Linked DNA regions of Mus musculus: region 2 is linked to region 1. A link is a contact called in public HiChIP or PLAC-seq data. All regions are on one chromosome and are shown on one strand. Each heading gives the region's core, a stretch centred on a gene start, on an enhancer-like site or on the middle of the called end of the contact. The rest is flanking DNA. Distances are from core to core; before and after follow the strand shown.

Region 1 (6,142 bases), core at 3,403-5,902:
ATGATCAATATATTGTACAAGATACTTAAGTGATTAACAAAAAGTGGTTTTTAATTAATGACTAGCTCAGGGCCGTAGAGACGACTCATTAGTAAAGAGCACTGTGCTTTTCCAGAGGCCCGGGTTTGGATTCCCAGCAGCTATGTGGGGTCTCACACCTACTGCAGGTCCAGGTCCAGAGAAAATGCTGTTCCGGCTACTGCAGGCACTAGGCACACACATGGTGCACAGATACAGAAGTAGGCAAAATGCCCATACATATAACATAAAATCATAAAAATTTTTAAAGAACTTGATTTTGAAAATACATAAAGGTAGGAGTGCATATCTGAAAACCTTTTCTTGGTGTCCCAGAAAGGATGGCATATTTCTCAGAGTTAAGATCATCTATGGAAAACATCAAGTATCTAAGTATGTTACAATATTCTAACAATGCCTAAGTGAACACACACACACAGAGAGAGAGAGAGAGAGAGAGAGAGAGAGAGAGAGAGAGAGGTGACTTTCAATTCCAAAGAGACGCCTCCCTCCTCAGTCACATCCCGACAGCTCTCATTGACTAGATCTAGCGTCGAATTCACTTTGCAGTTAAGCCTGTGCAAGCGCTCTGCCCAGGACTATCTCTGGCAGCACAAACTCCTACAGCTGTCACTGAGTCACATGGAACGTCAGGCAGGAGTTTTGTTTTTTAATGATTTTATTTTGGTCTTGGGGGAGGAGGGCAGGCAAGAAAGACAGCACAAGATGAAGAAAAGCTGTCAGGAAAGTAGACACATTCCGAAAGCCAAACAAGCTGCTTCCTGGAACAGTGTCACTTTCTGCGTTGTTTATCACACGCTGAAGTAATCTGCACATTGCTAGGGAAGGTGGAACTTTCCATGCATTCCCGCCATCCTAAAAGCCAATGGCTGTCCCCTCCCACTGCTGCCTTGTTACTATGGAAACGATGATGCACAGCAGGACAAGGAATGACATCATAGGATTTAAATAGAGATAGTAACAAAGGGGCCTTCTGTAATATACACAGAAATTGCTTTCCTTTGGCAAAGTATTCTGAAATATATATATTTGCAATAGGTACAAATATTTACTTAGCTACATTATAATCGATCCTATAAGAATAGCACCTAGCAGTAAAGATGCTTTACCCAACTTTGTTCCAAATTATTTCTTTCTTTTTTTTTTTTTTTTAAAAAAACCCAAACATCTTTTTTTTTTAAAATTTATTTATTTATTTATTATATGTAAGTACACTGTAGCTGTCTTCCGACAGTCCAGAAGAGGAAGCCAGATCTCATTACGGGTGGTTGTGAGCCACCATGTGGTTGCTGGGATTTGAACTCCGGACCTTCGGAAGAGCAGTCGGGTGCTCTTACCCGCTGAGCCATCTCACCAGCCCCCAAATTATTTCTTTTTCTGTTTTCCATCTTGAAATTTATTGAATAAACAAAATGCAGCTGATACACCAGTGTGAAACTAATATAAAGATATCCATTATTCTGCATATTTACTAAAGGTGGATTTTAAAGTTAAGATAATAACTTAGAAAAAGAAATGCATAGACATTTATCGTAGAAGCTGTGGTCTACTTAAGTGAATAATGTAAGTGTCTTTAATATAAATGTTAAGATTATTTTTAAAGGGCATGAAATTGAGAGTCAGGTGCTACAAGGAGAGTTGTAAAAGCATTGTCAGGGTGGCAGGATTCCATGGATGGGAAAAAAAACAAATAAAAATTGTGAATTACATGTTAAACTGAATTAGAATTAGTTCTCTTCCTTTCAAATATTACATGATGGTTAGCTTGTCTAATATGAAAAGAGCCTAGCCTAACACTTGCCAACCTAACCTGGAAAAAAAAATCATTTCAGCTTCATCTCAGCCTAGGAAAGTTTCTAAGACTCAAACTATCAAATGCTATGGTTAGCCTGGATGGCATCTTACTGCAGACTGATGGGTGTGCCCAAGACAACTGTCTTGGCTCCCTAATCTGGAAGATAAGAAGATGCCACTCATAGCATCAGGTTTGTATGAAAACTTGACCTAATAAAAAGTCAGCCGCATGTCAGGCATTCCATAAACGCTGGCTTGCTGGCACTGAAGATTCAGCATTCCCTGGCCGTATGGAGGTGGGCGGCTACAGGGCTGAAGGGAAAGCTCCCAGCTTGGCCTTAAGTTTGCTGTGAATGAGCTGTGAAGTGGGCTATCCACACAGCAGATAAGCAAGCTGTGGCTGCTCTTGGAAAAGGACACCACCCCACCTCAGCAATCCAGGGTAAGGTGCGGGAATTGGGGTGTTCGTGGGAATTCTGGATGGGGACTGACACTGAGCACTGTCCATGTTGGCATTCCCCACAAGCCCAATTACTCTGAGCACAGAAATATCACATTCTAGTATCTGCCCTTTGGCCACGGCAATCTGGGAGCAGTTCAGACACCTTCTGCCGTCTGCCCGGGGCCAGACTGCTAACTATTTGGTGCCAGTGGTTACGCTCGATTCCATTTCTAGAAATGCAAGGCAGCTGGAAAACAATTTTTTTTCTCATAGTGGAAAAAGTCTGCACTGTTACATATCTTTTCAGCAAACTCAGGAAAACATTACGATACATATAGAAATTAACTCTAACGCAAGGTAAAGCATGCAATTTACCAAACCCCAAACGGGAAATCAAGGCCATGTTAGCACTATCATGATTTTGCCCATACTTCATGTTACCGTTTATGACTCCTGGCTTCAGGAAGCCGATCATTTGGTTGGTGCTGTTCTGCAAATTTAGCTGAAAGGAGTTTGAAACGATTTGAAGTGAGGACCAATGAAGCGGTTCAGCCAGTAAAAAGGGCTTGCTGCTCAAACCTGGCGACCTGAGTTCAATGCCCCGATCCCACAGTGGAATGTGAGAACTGAGTCCTGAAACTCATCCCCTGACCTCTACGTGCACAGTCTGCTAAGAACACCTGAACATAGGCACACAAGTACACAAGCAAGTGCACACACACACTAATATACACAAGAATAATAATAAAAATTTAGAAATATTCTGAAATCATAAAATTAAACATTACTGTAAGTTCTGTTCACTCAATATTTTAAATTATGCTGTTGGGGAGGGGAAGAGAAAATAGTTGGAGACCTGGTTCTTAGGCTTTTGTAAGTTCTACTTTTACATGGGTCCTAGGTACCCAGGGCCATAAACACCGGGAATTCATGACAAAGGTCAAGACAAGCCAGTCTTAGCCCCGTTGTTTTTCTTCCTGGCTCAGTTAAACAATATTTGGAGCAAAATCTCTGCTACAGTGTGTCCAGAAATAAGGCTGTACCCTATTCCACCATTATGGAATAGCTCCAGAAAGCAGGTCTGTGGATATTTTACATTAGAAGAAGACAAGCCAAGAGAGGATGTCAGATGCTGAAGACCAGAGAACCAGGCATTGCTAAATCCCAGATAAATCTTCTCAGTCCAACCCAGGCTGCTTTTCTTCACCTGCATCCCAGAGACTGTCTCTAAAAGCTGGAGGTCAAATCTTCTTCAAACTATAGCTGGCATCACTCTTGTTTGCCTTTGGTTTCTATCTAACCCATTACTTTCCTGTTCACTCACATGTACAGCAATAGTAACACCTCCGGGGCGGTTTGTTTGTTTTTCGATATGTAATCCTCCACCCCAACAAGTTAGGAGAGCTGTTAGGGTGGGACTAGGGCTCTGATGTCTCAAGTGCCACTGGTGTGACCTTAGTGTGCAGCCGGGTAGAGAACCACTCAATTAAGAACCATCAGAAGCCACTGACTCTAACACTGTACATCAATGTCATCTCCCTGGTCCCCAAACTCCAGTGCTCACCAAGACCACACAGAAGTCCTAGTTCAATATGTTCACTGAGAAGAGTCATATTCCAGCAAGACTTGACTGTGGGTGGAAGCATTTGTATCTGTATTTCATATAGGTGTTTTGCCTGTACATAGGCATGTGCGCTATATACATATACACATATAAAGCCACAGAGCCAGAAGAAGGCATCGGATCCCCTGGAACTGGGACTTACAGGTTGAGTTGTCAATGTAGTTGCTAGAAATTAAACCCTGGTCCTCTTACCCACTGAGCCACCTCTCCAACCCCTTCGTGTAATTTTGTACAAGATAGAAAACATTACTTATTTGTTTTTGAGATTTTTGAGCACGTTTAAATTGCACAAAGCAGGGATAGGGGCATAACTCTGAGGAAAAATGGTTGCCTGGCATGCAGGAGGCCCTTGCTTTTATCTTCGGCCCCACAAAAGTAAAAACTAGTTAAAACTGCAAAAACCAGAAGCTGGGGGGATGCTGGAGGCATCGAAACCATAGCAGCCTCAGCACCACATAAGCAGACAGAGCTGGAGGGGTGGGGAGGAGGAAGGGGGCCTGGCAGCCTCTTCTGCACTGCACTCACATGCATGCACCCACACTCCAAACCCACGTATACACATAATTAAAAACAAAAGGTGAAGTCATTCTCAAAACCCTGTAAGAGTCTATCACATGGAGATGTAACTAGCTATACCTCGGCTCTTTGCAACCAGTGTTGGGCATTTCTACAGCTCTGTCTTCACAGAGTGTAGAGAGCATCTGTGAGAGTCTGCAAACAAGGACAGCTTGGAAGGGGGGTAAGCAGGTGGAGAGGCTCAGCACTGTCACTTTGATGCAGTTAGTCCCTCATGCTGCAGTGGCCATCACCCACAAAGTTATTTCCTGTACCTCGTGACTGTAACTCTGCTACTGTTGTGAGTCATAATGTAAATATTTGATATGCAGAGTATCTGATACTTGACTCCCATAGAAGAGTTGTTCTACCCTCAAAGGGGTCACAATCCACAGGTTGAGAACCACGGGTCTAGGAGTTCTACTTCCTGGGTGCTGGGGAGCACTTGGCATCTGCAGGCTTCTGATACTCACATGTGTAAATGTTTTCCTTTGTACTACATATCTTACATGATTTACTTAAGGAATCTCTTCCTGTCTCAAGGTCTTAAAATTTTGGTCAATTAAGTTACACTTTTGCAGTGAGCAAAAGGTACCAAAATGGAGACAATAAAATAAAATAAAATACATATATTAAAAAAAAGGTCTTTCACTTTTTTGTCCTAAAATTTTCTTAGTTATGATTTACATATTTAGGTTTTGGTCCACTTATATACTACTCTCTCTCTCTCTCTCTCTCTCTCTCTCTCTCTTACAACTCTCCCCCTCTCCTCTGTCTCTACCAACATAACCATGTTTACAGTGGTTAACCCTGGGTTGTAATTTTACTTCTGTAACATAAAAAGTCTGATGCAAATATAGAACTTCTAAAATAAAGATAATGGGGGATGGGGGAGTACCTTAAGTTTATTCCAGAAGCACAGATGAGTAGAAGCCAAGTTGACAGGCGACAGGGTAAGTAATAAATAATATGATCTGATGTGATAAGATATTCAAGATACATGTTTGCAACCCTGGAAACATCTGTTGGAAAGCAAGACACTCAGCCTTGCTACGTTTTTAGGTGTGACTTTTTAGTGTCTCTGAGATAAACATACAAGCAAACACTTTGCCTAACACACACATATCACACACACACATATACCATATACACACACCACACACATACCACACACACCCACTCTGGGAACCAAGGCTGGCACCTCAACAGAGGCTGAGCGAGCCTGAGCACAGACGTGGTCAGGGCGTGGCAGCCACAGCACATGGGCCGTGCTCTGATAGTGGCCGAAGTCTGAAGTCCACGTGACACCAAGAGGGAAAATCTCACTCTTCTCATTTCGGAGACCCTGGCTGAAAGTGCCATGGGCAATGAGTGGTCTCTGGAACACGCCACAGCTCTCACCTAACAATGCTTTCCTGTAGTTGATACAACTGTATGGATACAATGGTCACCCCTCTAGTTCAAGAGAAAAGATGGACTGTCTCCACTTTTAAGCAACCAACATAGTATTAAAAAAAAAAAAGGCCACATTAATTATTCAGGAACCTCCTGTTCAGATGATATAATAGAACAGGCTGATCATAATGGAATTTATTATCCAGTTCCAAAGAAAGGATTGGCTGTTCTGATGGTGCTGAATTACTCTTCACTTTCCTGTTATTAGCATACTGGTAAAACTGGCCAATAGG
Region 2 (6,812 bases), core at 4,051-6,550, 620 kb before region 1:
AGAACCTTGGGGTCTCTGCCCCTGGATGTTGTCCCACATGCCCTCTCCAGAAACATCTACCGTAATCTTCTTTTGTTCTGTGGTGGATGAGACGGTCGCCATATACGCTGAGCCCAGCCCCTGACTGCTTCTCTCTGAGGTGTTTAGGACCTTGGGGTACCATCCTCATGTGTAGGCAATGGAGAGCAGCCTGAGAAGATGAGCTCGGCATTATTGTTTGACCTTGGTGTATACACCCCATTCCCTCATGAGTCACGTGATCTGAATGAAACAAGAAAAGCCTACTGATTCTCAGAGTGGCCCCAACCTGTCTCACACTGCTTGCCTCAGCCAGAGAAACCACTTATTTGTGCCTTTAATCTCTATTATCCTACAGTGGGGAGCCCTGATCGTGGATAAATCCCATTTCCAGCTCTCTTTCATGCTAATCTGTCCAGAGTTTCCCCATAATGATGAAGTGAGTCAGGAATTCAGTAGTTTCTCATCTAGAAAAAAACATAGAATGATTTGAGCACTGCCCAGCAGTACTTAGCTTTCATCATACCACTCATTTTCCCACTCTTTCATTCATTAATTCACTCATCCTCCCATTCATTCATTCATTCATCCATTCTCCCACTCATTCATTCAAAATGTTCTTGCTGAAGACACTTGAGAAACAAGTGACTTTATATGTTTAATATCTAATTTATATATCATTCTCTAGTGTGCTAATGTAGTGCCTTGCCTGTGGTAGACCTCAGTAGCTTTTGATGGCATTTAGGGGGCAAAGCATATATTTCTCTGAGGCAAGTCCTAGGGAGTTGATACTCCTTGCGGCATTAGACACGAACAAGTTCATTGTTCATTTTTGTTGGACATGCCTGTGTACCAGTGTCTTTCCATATGAAGGGTTTGAATTATTCATCAAGTTCCCATGAGGAAGACACGTGGGGCATCTTCCTTATACCCACTTGTTTATGCTTTTTGAGTTACTTGCAGTGGTTTTGGAAGACAACCAACCAAGTTTGTATTTGAGGTCTTTCTGCTCTCTCTTGGAGCTTGGGTCGTGTGTTAGCCTCCCCCACAGCTCGCCAAGGTTCCCTTTATGCTCATTTGCTTCAGGCCTTAGAGGATGGACGGCATCAAGAGGCAAGGGGTTGTTGACTGAACCTAATCACACCAGAGTCCATACCAACACAGCATCTACTTGACTGCTCTGTGGAAGCGAGGGCAGAAACAAATTACACACTGAGAGTCCGTTCTCAGACACAAACAGGTGCTTTGGAAAAGGCCACTTTGGGCTGCTATAGCTAGGAAAGAGGATTAGGAAAAAAATTGAGGGACATTGTTGCTCTCAAAAGATGGCTTTTTTTCCCTCTGCACCCCCAGTCTCCCTCCCCCTTCCTCAGTGCCTTTTAGGTGTGATGAATTGGGGTAGGGGTGGGGTGAGGGATTTGGGCTGGTTTCTCAGTCAATAATTATGACTGTTAGGTTTTGCAAACAGCAGAAAAAGGACTTTGCTGAAGATCTAATGTAACAGAACCAAATTTAACTGGGTATGGAAAAGAGGATTTGATTGTCTGAGAAAGGCCTTTCACCTCTAGACTACACTGGCTCCTCTCTGTAGCCATCGCTCTTGGTAACAGGACTTGACAGTGAGGTATCCTCCCAGGGGGTGGGGCAAGTTCTGAGGACACTGGAATGATGGTCAGAGGTCTCCTGCTCTCTCTTCCTGGACTGCTCTTGGTACAGACAGAGATCTACAAGTGACCTAGCTTCCATCCAACCCACAGAAAATTCCTGGGATGGAGATCGTCTTGGAATCTGGATAATTTTCTGTGTAGCCACAGGTCTAGCTCAGAGGAGCTTGAGGTGAGGTTTTCCATGCCAAGACTAACGGCAGCAAAGTCACGAGGGAGCTTTGAAGAGGAGTGGCTGAGGAGAGTGGCCACAGTTCTCTGGGCTTGGTCACTCTCCTTTCGAGGGCAGCTGCATACTTCCTTGTGGCTCACACTGAAGGTGTGAGGGCCTGCTCTGTCTTCCAGAACTTGGCAAGGGTTCCTTAAATTGGCAAACAATTTAGCATGCAACGATAGGGTTTGTTCTTGGTCACTACTGGGTTTGCGGCACAGTAGTCCATCACCTTTATCTGGTAGTTCTGGGATAGAACCCAGGGCTTTGTGCACGTTAGGCAAATGCACTATGGCCAAGCTACATCCATAGCCTACCTCACACTGGTAGGTATGAATGCATGCTAGAGATTTGTTGGGACGAGCTGGGGTAGATGGGTACTGGGGAGATGGGAGAAAGTGAGAGGAGGCAGTATGTGTTATGTATGTATATAAAACTGTCAAGTAGAAATTTAGAAAACGGAAAATAAAAGAACTAACTAGAAAAATGGTTATGTTAATACCCATGTGGGTATGGAGATACCATATGACAGATGGTTAAAAACAGCCCTGTGTACTCTTAGGGAAAGCATTTCCAGATAATACATTTCTGCATACATTCCCCAGTAAGGGGAGCTTACTGATAAACTAGTGTTCGGCATGAGAACATTTACATTGCAAAAGAAAGGGACTTTCCCCCCTCTCTTGTTTTATATATAAAGATGTTGAAAATCTAGAAATTGTATGTCATAAAAATTTGAAAGTAAAAACCAATTATATGTCATGACATGTAGCTATCTGTTGGCATCTTGACTTTGCTTTCTAGCTCTTTCTCCTGGGTATTTTGAATGTTGTGCTATTAAAAAAACAAAATGAAATTATGCATCTGCTGTTTCATGGATGCTTTCTCAGCCAGGCCTACTCTGTCATATCTTGGCAGCCAGTTACTAGGAGAAATTACACACTTGGGGCCCAGGAAGAAGGCAAACATACCTAGAAATAAGTCACACTGTAGCATGTAGATGAGACTTCTTAAAGGGAAAATTCCAGACATTGCTCAAATGCCATTTTCTTTCATTTTTAATGCACATGACAAAGAATTTGCAATCAGAGTGTATTTGTTACAAGTTGATTATGGTTGCATTTATAATCTGTCTAGTGTAATCTATTGCTACAAAGCTGATGGAAATGTCAGATTTTCCTACTTTGTACATTGTAACACCATAAGCATAAAATTATGCTCACTTTGTCTCAGATGTGTGCTGTATTCCAGAGGATTTAATTTGTGGAGAAGAAATGAAATGGTATTATTTTTGACAGTTCATTCCTCTAAGAATAATAAAAAAAAATGATTATATGGTTATAGGTAATTCATCTAGACTGAGTTTTACACACACACACAACGAGAGAGAGAGAGAGAGAGAGAGAGAGAGAGAGAGAGAGAGAGAGAGAGAGATTGAGAGAGAGAGATTGAAAATCAAAAGGTAGTTCAGAATTATCAGCCATGCCAGATTGGAGCTGTGCCTGAATATCTAAAATAATTTCTGTGAAATATTCTAGCATGTGTCAGTGTCTAATGGGTGTGATATCTATATTTTTTGGAAAAAAGGAAAAAGAAAATTGCGCTACTGCTAAACCGTTTTTCTTTTTCGCAAAGTCAGGCGTGCGTTCAGAACCTCTCTGAAATGCCCACTGTGAAATGTTCACCAATGTTAGGAATATTAATTTAACTTTAATCTAACAAACCTCAACCTCTAAATTGAACAGTCTCTGATAGAGAATATTCCAGAGTCAAACGTGATATTCTTTGCTTCACAATAGAACACTCAGTGACCCCAGTAATAAAGTACTTAGAATAGGCCAGCAGGTGACTGACAGTGGTCATGTGCTCTTGGGGGCGGGGCTTGAACGACACCTTGGCTTCCTTGCCCGTGTTGTTTAGGCTCAGATGACTGAATGGAATCACGAGGGTCTGGTTTGCAGTAAGCACTGTGTATATAGCCAGAGCAATGGGGTTCACCGTCTGTCATGGGAACGAGAGTGCTGAAGGTGGTGCTTTTGCTGTGTCTCATATTTTATTTCTTCTCCCTCACTTCCATGCTTTTTCTTCCTTTCCCTGTTCCTTCATTTGCAACTTTGCCTGATGTTCCTGTATTTCTCTAGAAGAGAGTAAATACTTGATTATCTGTTCATTTTTTGAGGCAGAATCTCACTGGGTAGCCCAAACAGGCTTTACACTCAACAATCCTCCTGCCTCAGCCTCTTGAATGCTAGGACTACAGCCTTCTGCCACTATGACCATCTCTGGATGTTTTAAGTAAAGGGATTAAACAGTACAGAGGAAGCACACAGGGTCTGTGTTGTTCTGCGTGCTCTGTTTACTGATCAGACTCAACCAGAAAGCTACCTCGATCCAGAGGAGTGAAATTAATTTTTCCCCCTCTGGAGTGTGGTAGATGCCACAGGGCAAAATGCAAAAACTCAGGAGGGCAGGCGGGCTTGTTGGCCTGCAGAGACTTGGCGTTGATGGCAGTGGATTGGTCTTGAGGATGCTTGCAAAGGTCAGAGAGGCAGAGGCCTGGGCTGGACTGGCATGTTATTCAATTAGCAGGTTCATGGTGAATATTGGGGAAAAAGTTGGAATGGGTGGGAGAAAGAAGAAAGTGTCGGGGCAGAGCAAGACACAGCTGAGACACAGCCAAAGAAGCTTCCAGAAGCAGAAAACAAAAACATTTCAGCCCCGGAAACGAGTGTTCTCTTCATTGTTCCTTGTACAAGTGTATTTTCTTGAGGTGAAATTATTCCTTATTTCCACAATTATGGATTGTGTATTGATTATGGCCCGCCCTACTTCTCTGCCCTGGGGACAAAGTGAGTAAAACATACAAAGTCACTTTTCTTACAGGACTTACGTTCTTAACTGATGATAAATGATCACGTATAATAAGCAAATATAACTGGTGTAAGAGAGAGTGAGGTAGCGAGGGCGTGTGAATGACCTGGACAAACACTGCTGTGGGTTCCAGTGGAGGCTACAAGAGCTGTCTGTCCCCTGAGGGCCACTGTTGACAATAGTGGTCACTGTTTCATAGGCTGCTTCATGCTGAACTCTGAAGCCAGGCTTACCTGAGGTGCTATGGCTAATTATTCTTAATAAATCCTGCTATGCTGGTATTGTCCTATGGTAAGACAAAGCACACTGCAGGAACTAAAAAAGGAAGGAGGGAGGGAGGGAGGGAAGGAAGGAAGGAAGGAAGGAAGGAAGAAAGGGAGGGAGGGAGGGAGGAAAGAGACTAATTTGCCAGACTGTGGCAAGAACTTCTGGACTGCAAGCCCTGCCTAGCCCTTGTGGTAAGAACTAGGCAGGGAGTGGGTGAGGGCCTTCGAGGCAGCAGCTTTGCAGCAAGCTGGCCACAGGTTTGTTTATGTCTGGGTGTGTGTCTCTTACATAACCAGGCAAGTAGGCTACACTTTCCTTTAGCTACTGGGCCTGGCCTTCCCGAAGGCCAGCTGGGTTTCATCAGAAGTCAGCTTCCTGACATCCAGGCTGCTGTGTGTTGCCAACCACTTCCTGCTAGATTTGTGGCACCTTTCAGAGAAGCAAGACACTTCAGCCACCTCCACTGCCACATCCCTCTTGGTGCCAAAGGGCCCTCTTTCCAGAACAAACAAAACAAAACAAAACAATGTCCCTTGCAATCGCCTGTTGCTAGAGCATCTAGCATAGCAAGGGGCTGCTGATGGGAACCTGTGGGTTAGGCTTCCCGGTGGAGCTACCCAGTAGTGAGGATGATAACTGAAGGAAACCTGGGGATCCCCTGAGAAGCTGCTGATCCGGCAGGCACCCCAGGAAAAAGCTGGCCCACATCCACCCTGTCTTGTCATGTCCTCTCATCCTGAGCCACCCCTGCTGTTCTGGGAAAGCGCCGCCATATCTGACTGATCGGTCTTTTCCGCTCCGCAGCTATAATCCCTCAGATTTAGAAGGTTTTCTGCTCTTGAATCACATGAGAGAAATCCTATTGTGACCGCGATTAAAGTAGCATTTGTACATGGTTTTTATGTAGCATACGCAGTGTTTGGTGTGTTCCAGCTGCCGTGGGGTTTGTTGCTGTTTTGTTTTGCTTTTTGTGAGACAGGGCCTCGTGTAGCCCAGGCTGACCTTAACCTCACTGTGTAGCCAAGGGTGACCTTGAACCCCTGATCCTCTGCCTTACGAACTCCACCTCCTAAGTGCTGGGATTACAGGGTCACGTTTAAACGTGTAAAGCTATAGTTAGGATGGGATTGTTTGTTTTTGTGTGTGTGTATATGTGCATGCATATGTGTGTGCGTTTAAATCAGAGGACAACTTTGTGGAGTCAGTTCTCTTCTACTTGATACGGATCCCGGGAGGGATCCTCAGCAGGCTTGCCCTTTAGCCCACTGGAGAGACTGACACAGTGGGTCATCCTTGGGGTGACAAGCGATGACAAGGTCTGGGAGCAGCTGTCTTGGAGGTGGCTAGCTTCATGCTAGGTCGCACCAAGCCACTCACACCGAGCCGTGCATGCCTAGCTATACTCTGAGGTAACTTTGGTACTTTCTCTGCTGCCTGTGGCGAGCAGTCCGGCAGATGTCGTTTAAGGGAGGGAGATCTTGTGGGAGATTCATGGGAGGGAAGGTTGGTAGGAGAGGCTAGGTCTGTGTGGATGGGAACTTGTAGCTATGACTGTCACACGGGGACAACTTGTACTGCCTGTCAGTATGTGCCAGCTGGGCCCCATGGCCTCCTGGGAGAGTGCTCCAGGTGAGGACTAAGTGCTCAAATACAGAGCTCAGAGGGCACATTTCACAGTCAAGCTGTAATAACTAGGCATTTCTTTTACAACTTGCTCTGCATGTTGCTGTGCGTGTGCGTGTGCGTGTGTGTGTGCGTGTGTGTGTGTGTGTGTGTGTGTG

Evidence for each region. HiChIP or PLAC-seq counts read pairs in DNA pulled down with a chosen protein or histone mark.
Region 2: a contact with region 1 is called in a FOXA1 HiChIP or PLAC-seq map of pancreatic cancer cells. The contact joins two enhancer-like sites. A contact is called at or near these places in 1 of 115 datasets of contacts at active chromatin or transcription factors (pancreatic cancer cells) and 1 of 9 other capture datasets (embryonic stem cells).

The regions. Positions count from the first base shown.
Region 1 is chr13:97,385,306-97,391,447 of GRCm38.p6, reverse strand. No RefSeq gene overlaps it. Among named protein-coding and RNA genes, the nearest start is that of Gm33447, 12 kb to the right of the region's middle. Within about 2 kb of position 4,652, at least 47 of the 459 cell types and tissues checked have an H3K27ac peak or open chromatin away from gene starts, as enhancers often do. A contact at or near this core is called in pancreatic cancer cells, where this site is marked.
Region 2 is chr13:98,000,864-98,007,675 of GRCm38.p6, reverse strand. All of the region lies in intron 9 of Arhgef28 (Rho guanine nucleotide exchange factor (GEF) 28), which reads left to right. Among named protein-coding and RNA genes, the nearest start is that of Gm34388, 110 kb to the right of the region's middle. Within about 2 kb of position 5,300, at least 53 of the 459 cell types and tissues checked have an H3K27ac peak or open chromatin away from gene starts, as enhancers often do. A contact at or near this core is called in pancreatic cancer cells, where this site is marked.